Regions from separate parts of the Mus musculus genome. Here all the other regions are linked to region 2. The links are chromatin contacts, called in public HiChIP or PLAC-seq maps. All regions are on one chromosome and are shown on one strand. Each heading gives the region's core, a stretch centred on a gene start, on an enhancer-like site or on the middle of the called end of the contact. The rest is flanking DNA. Distances are from core to core; before and after follow the strand shown.

What was found. HiChIP or PLAC-seq counts read pairs in DNA pulled down with a chosen protein or histone mark.
Region 1: a contact with region 2 is called in a CTCF HiChIP or PLAC-seq map of CD8 T cells, with 5 read pairs. The contact joins two enhancer-like sites. A contact is called at or near these places in 2 of 15 datasets of contacts at CTCF or cohesin (CD8 T cells and pro-B cells), 27 of 484 Hi-C or Micro-C datasets (the AtT-20 cell line, CD4 T cells, the MNK3 cell line and 17 more), 7 of 115 datasets of contacts at active chromatin or transcription factors (CD8 T cells, DN3 thymocytes, embryonic fibroblasts and 4 more) and 4 of 9 other capture datasets (adipose tissue, embryonic stem cells, liver and 1 more).
Region 3: a BATF HiChIP or PLAC-seq map of CD8 T cells shows a contact between it and region 2, with 5 read pairs. The contact joins two enhancer-like sites. A contact is called at or near these places in 5 of 39 promoter capture datasets (the C10 cell line, the HPC-7 cell line, cranial neural crest and 2 more), 2 of 115 datasets of contacts at active chromatin or transcription factors (CD8 T cells and memory CD8 T cells) and 3 of 9 other capture datasets (adipose tissue, liver and pancreatic islet).

The regions. Positions count from the first base shown.
Region 1 is chr9:96,771,817-96,776,549 of GRCm38.p6, forward strand. It overlaps C430002N11Rik (RIKEN cDNA C430002N11 gene), which reads left to right. Exons shown (of 5, transcript NR_102296.1): 5 at 1,420-2,581. Among named protein-coding and RNA genes, the nearest start is that of C430002N11Rik, 8.6 kb to the left of the region's middle. Within about 2 kb of position 1,490, at least 98 of the 459 cell types and tissues checked have an H3K27ac peak or open chromatin away from gene starts, as enhancers often do. A contact at or near this core is called in CD8 T cells, DN3 thymocytes, embryonic fibroblasts and 1 more, where this site is marked.
Region 2 is chr9:96,579,907-96,584,636 of GRCm38.p6, forward strand. Rasa2 (RAS p21 protein activator 2) reads right to left here. Exons shown (of 24, transcript NM_053268.2): 6 at 2,837-2,920; 7 at 581-653. It also overlaps the pseudogene Gm19280. Among named protein-coding and RNA genes, the nearest start is that of Rasa2, 49 kb to the right of the region's middle. Within about 2 kb of position 3,450, at least 93 of the 459 cell types and tissues checked have an H3K27ac peak or open chromatin away from gene starts, as enhancers often do. A contact at or near this core is called in CD8 T cells, DN3 thymocytes, embryonic fibroblasts and 1 more, where this site is marked.
Region 3 is chr9:96,351,765-96,355,951 of GRCm38.p6, forward strand. The region is part of intron 1 of Atp1b3 (ATPase, Na+/K+ transporting, beta 3 polypeptide); the gene reads right to left. Among named protein-coding and RNA genes, the nearest start is that of Atp1b3, 11 kb to the right of the region's middle. Within about 2 kb of position 1,802, at least 52 of the 459 cell types and tissues checked have an H3K27ac peak or open chromatin away from gene starts, as enhancers often do. A contact at or near this core is called in CD8 T cells, where this site is marked.

The DNA of each region.
Region 1 (4,733 bases), core at 240-2,739, 190 kb after region 2:
CCTCCCCGAAGCTGGCAACTGGCACCTGATTTTCTTGGAATTCTTAAAGAGCTAGAAAGTTGCTTGCAGTCTGCTACATGACAGAACCCAAGATCAGAAAATGGAGCAGTATCCAGCCCCAGGGTATCCATCAGATAACAACTGTGCATCCTGAAGGATAGATAGGATGGGGATTTGGAAGGGGGTGGGGTTAGAAGAGTGTAGGTACTGTCACTCCCTGGAGTCCCTGGGGGAAAGAGGGCAGTTATCTCCTGTGCCCTCTTCTCTCACCAAATCAACACGCCAGCCATCAACACCCTTTATCCACGTTGTCTCTTCCGACATCACGCTATCTTAACAACCGCTGCCCTTTCACAGCGTCTTCTCAGTCACGTGTGTATTAATCACCACAAAGGAAACGAGAAAGGCTGAGTGAGAGGCAGCCGAGATCAGCATACATGTAGTCAAGATGGGATTTTAAATGGGAAATCGGTTACACAGACGTCAGAGAACCAGAGAAGCTCAGACTAGTGGCAACAGAGAGTCACACCCAGTCTGTGTGACAGGAATAATCACAGGGGGGTCTACAGGAGTCACTGACAGCAGTCAGACTGGGTAGATTTTTTTTCTGGCTGGAGCCATCCTGTGGCTCCAGTAACACCATTCAAGGGCCACAAGCTTAGCAAGGCACCTGGCCTTTTCCTCCCTCCTGTCCTACAAAGGTTTTCTCTTGGGCCGTGTCCAAGCTAGAGCCTCCCTGACCTGCATTAAGCCCGGGAAACCTGTCTACAGAGGTCAGTACCTGCCACCTAGAGCCACAAGGAGAAGCATGAAGAGCGGCTCTGAAAGCAAATAGGCTATGACCTGTGCACTGTATTGTGCTCATTATGGGCAGCCCATAGTTAACTATATAGCAACATACTCTGCATCTTATAAATACATGTATGCTCTGCAGCTCTCTGCTTTCAGTCCAATGAGCCATAACCCATTGCCAATATGGCTGTCAATTACATGATATTTAAAAATTTAGCAGCCAGGAAGTTTATTGACCATCCTTCTTTGAACAGAAAATTATTTCCATCTTCTGGTTTTATTTTCAGTCATAACACTAGGAGCATCTGGTTCCAAACACACAGCTACCAATCCTGCAAATGCATAAATGCCACACTACCCACACACATACAGCTTCATCTGTGTGGCCTTTAAACCAAGGCCATCTAAGCCTAATGACATTTTTGGGTAACTTTCACAAGAAGACAATAGAATAACATTTTGAAACCTGGGCTTTACAAGTGGGAAAGGACTGCTCTCTCTCCCTCTCTCCCTCTCTCCCTCTCCCTCTCCCCCTCCCCCTCTCCCCCTCCCCCTCTCCCTCCCCCCTCTCTCTCTGCTAAAGGAGAACTGTGCTGACTATTTTCTTTCACTCTTTCCACTCCGCAGGAGGTAGAATAAAGCATTAGTCACAGACAGCTCCTGCTTAGGCTCTGAAACCTGTAAGGCATCTGGAGAATGCTGGAGTCTGGCTTCCTTGAACTGAGAACATCAAAGGCAATGAGAAAGACTGAGAGGTACCTCATCCTCTGTCAGCCTGCGTCATCTTCCAAGTCTGAGGGTTCTGCAGGCAGAGAGCCAGGCTGCACGCCACGAACCCGTGGCTACCGACTCACTTCTAACTTTTCTGAGTCCAGAGGTCTCCTTTTGATCAAGAAGGCTTTAAATAATAAGAAAATGGAACCCTGACACTATTAGGTCGTTCTGGCTATTGCTTCTAGCCTTTTGCTGCTAGCAGGTTACAACTTGAAACAACAAAAAGAAACCACATACTCAACTTAAATAATGGTAACAAAATTGAGTAGGAGGGAGAAAAGGAAACTATGTAATAAAAGGAGCGGGAGTAACAAGGACACACCCCCCCACCCCACCCCCACCCTGACCCTAGCCAGTGATCCATCCTTACTCCAATGGTGTCAGGCTCCGTTTTCAAGGATAGGCATAGAGAAAAATCTCCCAATAGCAGGCTGTGGCGCTAATACCCAGGACTGTACAAACCGCCATTGCTCAGAACAGTTAAAGCAGTCTCTAGAATGGCCTTGACAGGCAAGTATTTTGAAGGGCCCTGTCAATTTCAGCCATGCAGCAGTTTCATGAAGCTCTAGTGAGCCCTGAGCAGCAATGTAGCAAGGGAGACAACAGGAGTTCCTGGAGAGGGATGGCTTCGGCATATAGAAATCTCAGCAGTGTTCAGAACCCAGCAGAGGGGAGATTTAGATTTGGAGGGTGGGGGTGAGAGGACTCTACGTAGTACTTACAAGCTTTTACCTGGGCATATTTTTAAAAATTTTCTCTTGTGTGTAGAATTAGGGGAGGAATTGCTGGCCACGTGGGAAGTTTATCATTCTCAAGACCTGCTGCACTCTTTTCCCAACTGGCTGCACTGTTTTAAAACCCCACGTGCAGAGTATGAGCCTTCCAGTCTCCTCATCCTCGTCCATGGTTGTTACTATCTGTCCTTTTATTGCCGCCACCCTAGAAGGATGTGACATGTCCTTGTGATTTTGATTGGCATTCCCCTGGCGATTAATAACTTGAGCATCTTTTCTCATGTTTAACACTTTATTTATTTTACGTGTTTGTATGTGGTATGTGTGTATGTGAGAGAGAGTGTGTGTGTGTGTGTGTGTGCGTGAGAGAGAGAGAGAGAGAGAGAGAGAGAGACTCCAGTTCTCTCCTTCTGTCATGTGAGCAGGGTCCTGAGACTAGAACCCAGTCATCGGGTGCCTTTACCCTCTCAGCCGTCTCACCAACTCAAGCCCCTTGTATATTTTTTCTTTAAAGAGATGTCTATTGGGGTTATCAATCATTTCATTGTTAAGCTGTAAAAGTGAATCTTCATATGTTCTAGATACAAGTCCCTGTTTAGAAATAATTCGCAAATACTTTTTCCTATTCCGAGGACTGTTTCCTCAACTGTTCTCTACCTCAATAATTGCAGGCAGACATGGTGCTGGAGAAGTAGCTGAAAGTTCTACATCCAGATCTGCAGACAGCAGGAAGAGAGAGAGAGAGATACTGGGCTTGGTGCATTTGAAACCTCAAGCCCCCTCCCCCCCCCCCCCCCCACCCAGTGACACACTTCCTCCAACAAGGCCAAACCTCCTAACAGTGCCACTCCCTGGTGACCAAGCTTTCAAATATATGAACCAGTGGGGGCCATTCCTATTCAAACCATGATATCATCAAGATGTTATGATCCAAATTTATATCCCTAGATTCTTTCCCTAGTGGAGCAGTTAGCTGATTGAGTACTTGCAGCTGTAGATCTAACAATTGTAACCATCATGATGAAAGTAGAACCGTTGGTTCCTAAATTTATTCCTCCACTCTCTATACTACACTAGGCCTTCTAATTTTAGTAGTAATTTTTCCTCCAATAGGATGCTCAGGCAAAACCCTAGGAATCAATCAATCACAACTGCTCTTCTTCCTCGGAGGTTATCCAACTCCAACTCCCCAAAAAGCCTTGCCCTGGGACTGAGAGATGACTCAGCGGGTAAGAGCACTTCCTGTGCAAGCAAGAGGACCTGAGTTCAAGTCCTCAGTACCCACGAAAGATGTCATCATAGACCGCACGTGCCTGGAACCAGTGTTCTGGGGCAGAGGCACAGATCCCAGCTCAATGTCCAGACACCCCAGCTGAAATGGTGACCTTCTGTTTCAGTGAGTGATCCTGTCTTACATGAATATGTGGAAAAAGAGCAAGATGCCCAACATCTTCCTTTGGTCTCCACATTCGTGCATGGGCACATAACCTGCAAACCTATGATACACCAGTGCTTGTGCCCCTCCTCACCAGAGAGAGAGAATGAGAGAGAGAGAGAGAGAGAGAGAGACAGACAGACAGACAGACAGACAGAGTGGCAGAGAGAGAACCTTGTCCTTACCCTCTAAATACACCCAAGTCTGTCACCTTCTTATCCCCTCCAGAGTCCAACACTCTTTCCCCAGGCTCTGTTCTCTTCCCTGAGTTTCTCTGGTAGCATCTCTTTGATGTACTTGATTCTACTCGATTATGTCAATTTGACACCATGTAGACTGTCCTGGCAGGAGGGCCTCCGGCACACCTGTGTTAAGGAATACCTTGACTATGTCCGTTGATTTGGGAAGACCCATCTTAACTGTGGGTGTCAACATGAGGTGGGTCTTAGATTGAATGGAAAAGGGAGGGAGAAGCGAGCACATGCAGACATTGCTCTCTGCTTCTCAATCACACATGTGATGTGTTCAGCACCCTGAGTCTGCTGCCTGTGACTCCACAGTCATGAGGGACTAGAATCAAGAAATGAGAGCTAAATAAACCCTTTTTAAAGTTGCTCTTATCCTGGTATTCCCCATCCCCCCCCCCCCCCGCCCCCAGGGCAACAAGTAAGAAACTAAAAAACCTGTCTATACTCTTATCTCCACACCAGATCCAGAAAGATGCTATAAAAGCTCAAAGCAGATCACACTACTCTGGTTCAAATTCTCCTGAGACTCCCCATCACACCCAACACAATCCCAGTCCTAACCCTAACCTTGAGAGTTCGAGAGACTGTGCGTGGCCCCCTCCTGGTTTCCTCTCCCACAAGGACTCCAGTCTGGTCTATTTCAGTCTGGTCTATTCCAGTCTGGTCTACTCATCAGATTCTTCTGTAGCTCTCTGTTCATCTGCTACCCTGCCTGTGTGATGTCGACTCTTAATTGTTAACCTGACGACA
Region 2 (4,730 bases), core at 2,200-4,699:
TGCAAGCTTGGTGGTCCAGTGGTTAGGATTCACTCAAGGCAGCTGGAGATCCGCATGAACAAGCTACATCTACAGAGTAAATTAGATTTAGAGAACTTAATGGTAAAAAGGCATAATCGTAAACTGTTTCAAACTCTCAAAGTAGTCTCATATTTGGCAGATTTGCTACCGTTCTTCCTTATAAAATTACCCTTTTACAGGATATGGAAGGCAGGGTTTACATTTAATTGATCATTAATATCAGCTGGGAAAAGGTTTCAGATCTTCTGAATGGTAATATTTAAATTTCTATAGGATTTCCAACAGTCTGCTCAGAAGTCACTATGTGTCAGGTAGACTGGAAAGTGTGGGGAGGCTCTCAAGGGAGCTGTGACAATGTGACTATGTGGTAGGGGCTCTAGCCCTCCCCACTTCCAAACCAACCAGAGCTGCATGTGTGACATTATGGCTCTACTCATCTCTGGGTAGAGATTATTAGCTGCATTAATTAATAAAACAATTTTGATGGCTATGGTTTACGAAATTAAATCAACTAGAATTACATATCAAACATTAACATTTATATAAAACAAGAAATTACCTCAAAATAGAAGACTTCATTGAACTGTGGATTGCTTGTTTTCTTCTTTACTTTTGTCTTCTTTTGGTCATTCCTGTTCCAATGTAGTAGAGTTATACCTTGTAGAACTTAATAGTACACAATTATAAAACAAGCTATTCCCAGCTAGGATGCCTAACCTCTGCCTACATTTTAGGACAACTGAGAGAAGACAGTAACTTACATATTATGCAAAGGAAAAAAGCCAAGGATATAAACCTCACAAACTTGAATCTGATGAATATCCACACACAGGATGCAAGTTTTACATATCTATACATGGCAAGATTGGGTTACTGTCTCCACGGCTAGGAGAAGCTGATCCGATTACACTACCAGAAGGAGTGGTGAGAAGAAAGGCCCAAGCCTCCAAGCCTTTACTGATGCTGGAACACCTGAGAAGCATGAAAGGTAACTCTGAACCCAGTGTACTTCTGAGGGCCGCAGCCAGGACAGAAACTTAAAAAAAAACAAAGCCTGCTAATTCTCAGTGAATGGACAATTTCAGAGGCAGTTATAAAGAAATGTACTGGGAGTCTTGTGTCTTTGACTAGACTCAACCAATGGGAATGTCTGTGCAACGGTAGTATAATAGCAAAATCAACTGTGATTAAAAAAAAAGTTTCGGGTTGGAGAGATGGCTCAGTGGTTAAGAGCACTGGCTGCTCTTCTAAAGGATCTTGGTTCAATTCCCAGCATCCAGGAGATCTGGCATGCACTCTCTCTCTCTCTCTCTCTCTCTCTCTTTCTCTCTCTCTCTCTCTCTCTCTCTCACACACACACACACACACACACACACACACACACACAGGAAGAACACCAATGTTTATAAAATAAACATAAATAAATCTTAAAAAAATAGTTCTTGTGAAATGTTACTTTAAAAGCTCCACTAAAGAATTTGTCATGAGATAGAAATCATTAAACAGAAACCAAGAACAACTTCCTGAGTTGAGAATCTCTCTCTGGTAGAGTAACTGCTTAGTAACAATAGTCTGGTTCAATGACAGAACTACAAAAGAGGTTTACTCCAAACAAGCAGCTCTTCTAGGCTGGCTGGTTTCCCTTCTCATTTCTCTGTGAGACATGGTTGTGAGTAGTGCAGGCTGGCCAGAATGTGTGAGCCTCTACGTCTGCTGCCCAGGTACAGGGGTTATCATTATGCTTCCAATATCCAGTGAGGATGAACATTTTTAACATTGATGTGAAAAGTCTTTTGGCAGCATTTAATGCCATATACATTTTTGCTTTTAAATTTAAAACCAATCTGTAATAATAGCATATCAGTATTTAAGCTCCATGGTATCAGGTGCTTTGATACACACACACACACACTTTTTTTAAGACTTGATGACCGAAAAAACAAAGACTACAGCTTTAGGTGATAAAGGGGAGTCATGGTGATAACAAATTTTGTGCTTTTGTTTCTTGATTCAAAGAGCTTTAAGTTGCACACAAACTCCAGACTAGTCAGTCTTGTAAAGAAACTACAATGAAGTTATCTAATATAGATACCACAAAGTGTTACTGGTTTTTCATAAATTATAGACCAATTACTCAACATCATGCTGCACTTCACCATGGCCTGGGACCTCAGTAGTTCTTCTAGAGTTTGGAGCTCTCTTCACAAAGCACCGACACATGAACAGAAAAGGCAGTTCTCAGTCCTAAGCGGCTTCCCAGATACTGGTATGGAAACTGTTTTGCTATTTTGAGTTGACAATCACTAAAATGTGATTTTTTTACTTACAGAAAATTGAGGATATTTGAAAGTAAGAATGTTAATGAGTAAAGGCAGCCAGGTGTATATGATTTGTTTTTTTTTTTTGGTTTTTTGTTTTGTTTTAGATCCTGGATGGCCTGTAGTTTGCTATACAGTCTAAGGTGGCCTTGATTCACAGAGATCCACCTGCCTCTGCTTCCCAAATACTTCAATTAAAGGCATGCATCCCCCATACCTGGCCCAGGAATATACTTTAAAGTACATTTTACAATGGCATAAGATTGAAGCTTTCACCACAGCCTAATAAGCACATAGCAGATTTGAAATAACACCCAGTATCTTTCTGTGATAACAGAACTCAGTTGTTTACCAAGTGTGCTCTAGAACTTACAAAAAATTCTTTTAAAGCATTATTTTATGTCAGTTACTCAGCACTTGATCTAAGAACTGTACATTTCCAATTCTTAAATCCAACTTTAAACTTGAAAATGCAGTAACAATTCAGTAAGCATTACCTAGAGGGGCCCACGAGGGACACTGTTGCATAAGGATCACAGCTTTGTCCGTTTATGAGAGGCAACCCATGGCAGGCCTTGATGCTAAGGTAGAACAAAACAGATCTTAATATGTTAGCACTAACATCATAACATAGTATCTACCCCCTCTCTCTCTCCCTCTCGTTTCCTTCTTGTGGACTGGGAACAGTCCCTGGCTTCAGTCATATACACAGGGCAAGTGCCCTGCAACTGAGCTGCACTACCAAACCTAAAACACTATCTTTCAATAGAAATCTATATATTCAAAGACCGTAACACTGTTTCCATTTTTGTAGTTCCAATGTATCAACTACTCCAAATTACTTATTTACATGAGTACTTCCCAAAAAGAACCACCCAGCAAGGACAATCGGTACTCAGACCAGCATAGCACAGTTCTTCCTGGGAAATGCTCAAGGTACATTTTGTGGTTTGATAATACATCAAAACTGCTGTGGCTTCTAAAACGGAAAAGAAAGTGGTGTAGCCTTACATGAGAAACTACAAACCAGGCCAGCTCTGTGGCACCATATCCTCTGCTAAAGCATGAATGACACACAAGGAAATGGTTGTGGTTTTACTTAAAATCTGATTCATAAATATAGGGCAAGCCTCACATAGTTCTCCAGACTCTCATGCTGAGTCTCAACAGCAGCTCCTATATCACTCTGTACAAAATGAACTGCACTACAAACCCAAGGCCATCCAATCTACTGTACGGACTATGGTTGTATTTATAGCAAGCAAAGAACACGCTCTAATGATGCGATTCTCACAGTTCCTCAGTAATTATTACTAAGTTAGTTGGTTTATTCCTCAGTAATTATTACTAAGTTAGTTGGTTTAAAGTCTGAGTCTCATTTCCTGCTCCCTCACAGAGGCTCATAAATGCCAAGTGTTTTGTTTTTGTTTCACAAACCCCTACTGAGAAACATCCTCTATTTCTCTCCAAGACTCACTCATGGGTGAACTGCAAATGATGTATTGCCAAGTAAAGAGAAAATTGAAAACAAGACTCATTTCTGCTAAACTGAGCATCAAAAATAAAATTCACAAATTTCTGAAACTAACCAAAAAAAGTACAGCCCAAAGAAATACTTTGGGGTTCATATTTTCCCACTAATGGCATTATTCTTAAACTACCAGTTCTCTTCTGTGGCTGGGTGGGCCTCTTGCAAGCTCTATGATAATATGCTGTTCTCATCTGTCTGACAAAGCTTAAAACCAAATTATAAACAGAATGAATTGTTTCCAAGTAAGTTAACTGATACCTAAAAACCAATTCAAGTACATTACAGCAACACAGAGCAGCTAGTGACTTCTATGTCCAACTCAAACAATGAATAAGCATGGCCTACAGTGAGAAGAAAAACCACCAAAAGAGAAGCAGAAACGACAAAAAGTAATTGTAGACAAGAACACTGAAAATTTTTACCTCACACACCATAGACACAGAAAGCCTTAAGAAATAAAGGTCTAGGGCTCAATTCTCTCCTAGGCTACGTGCCTCTACCCTCTCAAACCGTCATCCCACACACATGGATCAGATAATGCAGTCTGTAGAGCCCAGTCAGGAGTTTGTAAAAGACTCAATGCGGCTGACTAAAAGATGTACCAAACTTGATAGAAAAGAATTTTCCAGAAGACTGCCATGGCCACAGCGATGGGATTTGCTATCATGGGGTTCACTGGCTTCTTCGTGAAACTGATCCATATCCCGATTAATAACATTGCTGTGGGTGGCTGAGTCCTTCCTTTCTCACCATGGGACGAGTGAGCCAGAGGGGGTGACATGTTCATGAAGTAAAACACTGCCTGGATGCTTTGTGGTTTTTGTTTCTTTCCTCCTTCCTATGAGGTTTTCTATTTCTAA
Region 3 (4,187 bases), core at 552-3,051, 230 kb before region 2:
GCAGATGTGAGGCCCTGGGTTCAACCCTGGCATCTCTTGTACCCCAAAGAAAACTATTTTTAAACATTCTAATTAAAAAACAGAGTTAAGGGCTGGCAAGATGGCTCAGCAGGTAAGAGCACTGACTGCTCTTCCAAAGCCCCTGAGTTCAAATCCCAGCAACCACATGGTGACTCACAACCACCCATAATGAGATCTGTCGCCCTCTTCTGATGAGTCTGAAGACAGCTACAGTGCACTTACGTATAATAATAAATAAATCACCAGGCAGGCGGTGGTGGCGCACGCTTTTAATCCAGCACTTGGGAGACAGAGGCAGGCGTTTTTCTGAGTTTGAGGTCTACAGATGTCTGAGTTCCTGGTCTACAGAGTGAGTTCCAGGACAGCCAGGGCTATACAGAGAAACCCTGTTTCGAAAAAAAATTAAAAAAAAAAAAAAAAGTAATATATATATAAAAAAAGTTAAGTACCAGTCAGGTGCAGTGGCTTCCAGGACAGCCAGGGGTGTTATACAGAGAACTCTATCTGGAAAAACCAAAACCCCAAACCAAGCCAAACCAAACCAAGCCAAACCAAACCAAACAACAAAGGCATGGTAGCATAACAGTCTGTAATCCCAGTATTTAAGGGACTGTGGCAGAAGCTCAATGTTATCCTTGGCTACAAAGTTTGAGGCTACCCAAGGCTACAAATGATCCTGTTTCAAAAGAAAAAAATAAAACAAAACAAGCAAAAAACAAAACAAGGAAACTTTTCATCTAAATTGAATTAGGTACTATCAATAAAAGTTTAAAAAGTGGTCTCTTGAAATAACCATTAGGCTAAAGTACATATTTTGAAAAACTGGGCTGTGAATATAACTCTATGGCAAAGCATATGCTTAATGTGCCCTAAGTTCAATACCACTATCATTAAACAAAACCTAGAAGGGCTGGCAGGGGAGGCCAGCAGTTAAAAGGCGCCTCCCATCAAGCCTGACCACCTAAGATCAATCCCTAAAACCTGTATGGTGGAAGAAGGAAATCAAGTCCTCTCACTTCCACAAGTATGTTATGGTACACGTGCACTTTCCCACAAATAAATGTAAAAACAAAACAAAACAAAAAACTGCAGAATACTGAAATAATAGAAAATCAAAACTATGTAGTCAAATCACAAGCCACAGTAAAATCTATAGTCTAAATGTATTCAGTGGAGCTGGAGAGATGCCTCCGCATGCACTACTCTTCCAGAGAGCCCAGGCTCAGTTCCCAGCACCCACAACAGTCAGTCACAACCACTTGCAACTCCAGTTCCAGGAGTATCTGATGCCTGGGATCTGTCCTGACACCTTCACTCGTGTATATTCCCACCCCCACACACACATTAAAAATGATTAGAAACAAAACAAAGCAAAACGTAAAAACATACTGAGTAAGAAAAGTAAGATGAACAACTGTCAGGTTCTCAGTGGGAGAGTAAATCCGACTGGGGATGTAATACAGCTTAATTTGTAGAGTGCCTGCCTAGCACGCATGAAGCCCAGGGCTCAGCTCCTAGCACAGCATGAAGCCCAGGGCTCAGCTCCTAGCACAGCACGAAGCCAGTCGTAGCAGCAAAAGCCTCTGGAGGTAAAGGCAGGAGGAGTTCAAAGTCATCCTAGGTTATTTTCAGTTCCAGACAGCCTGGGCTACAAGATTGCACTTAGGTTAAAAATAAAATAGACATTAGTTGAGACTTCTGGGGTAGGAACACAGGAGTAAAGCCTGAGCTGCACAGGAAACCCTGTCTCCAAAACACTCAATGAGAAACTGAAGAGAAGCAGCAGTGCTGAGCACTGACACCCACGTGATGCGCAAATGTGTGCAGGTGGGCACGGTAGCCGGCCCGTGCTGTCACCTGGTCTTCAGAGCCAGTGGGGATAGAGCTCAGTAGTACAGCACTTACCCTGAATGCACGAAACTCTGAATTTAATTTCCAACAATCAACGAATGAAAACACACACACTAAACTAAAAAGTAGAATTTAAATATTAAAAAAAGAAAAGCGCAAATAGCTAAAAAAAGAAAAATCAAATGTACAGCAATAACATAAAGCGGCAGCTCAATCAGTTAAGAGCTGTTCATCAGGTGATTATCAATCAGCTGTTCATCAGGTGATAATCCGTTGTTCAAGCCTCCAGCTTGCTGGGTGTTGCTCTTGCCTATGACCCCAGCATTGGAGGCAGAGATAAGCAGACACCCGGAGCTCACTGGCCGGTAGCCAGCCAGTCAACCTAGCCAAAACATGAGCGACTCGTTCATCACAGGCACCATCTCAAGGCAGTAAGGGGCTGAGTAACAGAGGAAGACACCCAGCATTCTGCTCTAGCTTCCAAATGCACCCCGCCTCACAGGAGTGCGGACTCTATGCTCACATGCATACAGCACACATATAAAGGCTGTCTGTCACAGGAGCCGTGGGGGTCTGAAATCCCAGTTCTGCAGAGAGGCAGCCAGGCAGAACCTTGGAGCTCACACCTGGTCATCATATTTACTTGTTGAGCTCCAAGTCAGTGAGAGACTGGCTCACAAAAAACAAGCTGGGGGCTGGCAAGTGGCTCCGTGGGTTAAACACTTGCTAAGCAAGTCTTACTGAGTTCAATCCTCAGAACCAACTCAATAAAGGAATCCTCTAACCTTCACATGCAGAACACAAATACTAAATAAAACATAGAAAAAGCAATCTGCCGGATGTGGTGGCACACGCCTTTAATCCCACCACTCGGGAGGCAGAGGCAGGCGGATTTCTGAGTTCGAGGCCAGCCTGGTCTACAAAGTGAGTTCCAGGACAACCAGGGCTATACAGAGAAACCCTGTCTCGAAAAACCAAAAAAAAAAGAAAGAAAGAAAAAAGAAAAGAAAAAGCAATCTATAAAATCTCTACACTATGGAATTTTATTCAAAGGATTTAACCAAATTTACATATACTAGCATTGAAACACAGGAAAGACATAGTAAAGAGGGAAAAAATAAGCAAAACTCCAGCTCTATCAAGTCATATAAAAGTAGAAAATAACAGGCCGGTGGGAAAACTGAAATTCCTTTAAACAACTGGTGATGACATTTCAATCAACATTATTTACAAATGCACAGGCAAATTGAATGAAATTTAACAGAGAACACCCAGAAACCCAGAGTCTGTATTACCAAATGTACTGTCCTATGTCTGGTTCCTGAATGTAGTTCAAATAGGAGGTGTCAATGTCCTTCTTCCCTCAAACAATTCAGCATCCTACTAGCTAAAGTTGAGGACAAAGTTTATATTCAAGAAAATACATAAGCCTCCAACAGATCATCAGATTTGACAAAAAAATCATGCATCTATATATATGATCCCAAGTCCTACTGGAGACAGCCTTCCCATAGACCTCCATGCCCACTGGTATAGATGCATTCTGCACACTTTTTTTTTTTTTTTTTTTTTTTTTTTTAAAGATTTATTTATTTATTATATGTAAGTACACTGTAGCTGTCTTCAGATACACCAGAAGAGGGAGTCAGATCTCGTTACGGATGGTTGTGAGCCACCATGTGGTTGCTGGGATTTGAACTCTGGACCTTCGGAAGAGCAGTCGGGTGCTCTAACCCACTGAGCCATCTCACCAGCCCGCATTCTGCACACTTTTACAACATACAAATGAAATCATTTAGTATGTACTTTCTTCAGGTAAGCTTTCTTTCCCAACCAAATTATGAATTTTATTTTGGTTGTGGTTTGAGACAAGGTTTCTATGTGTAGTAGCCTTGGCTATCCCAGAACTTTATCTGTAAACTGAGTTGGCCTTTATCACATAGACATCTACTTGCCTCTGCCTCCTGCCTGCTGGGATTAAAGACATTTATGTTTTTGTTTGTTTAATTAAAAGTTCTCACAGTGTAGCTGTGGTTGGTCTGAAGTCCCTATGTATGCCAGGGTAGCTTCAAACTGCCAACTGCTGGGGTCAAAGGCATGTGCCACCACACTCTGCAACATCCTTGTTTTCTATGCTTGTAATACATTTCTTCTTACAGCCGAGTTGTATTCCACTGTGCAGACACGTGTTTGTCTATTCTCCTACTGATGGACACCTGGGCTGCTTCCAGATTAGAGCAGCATCCACTATGCACATTCTTCTACAAGTGTTTCTGTGAACATGTTTTCATTTCTCTTGGGTAAACACATAGGAG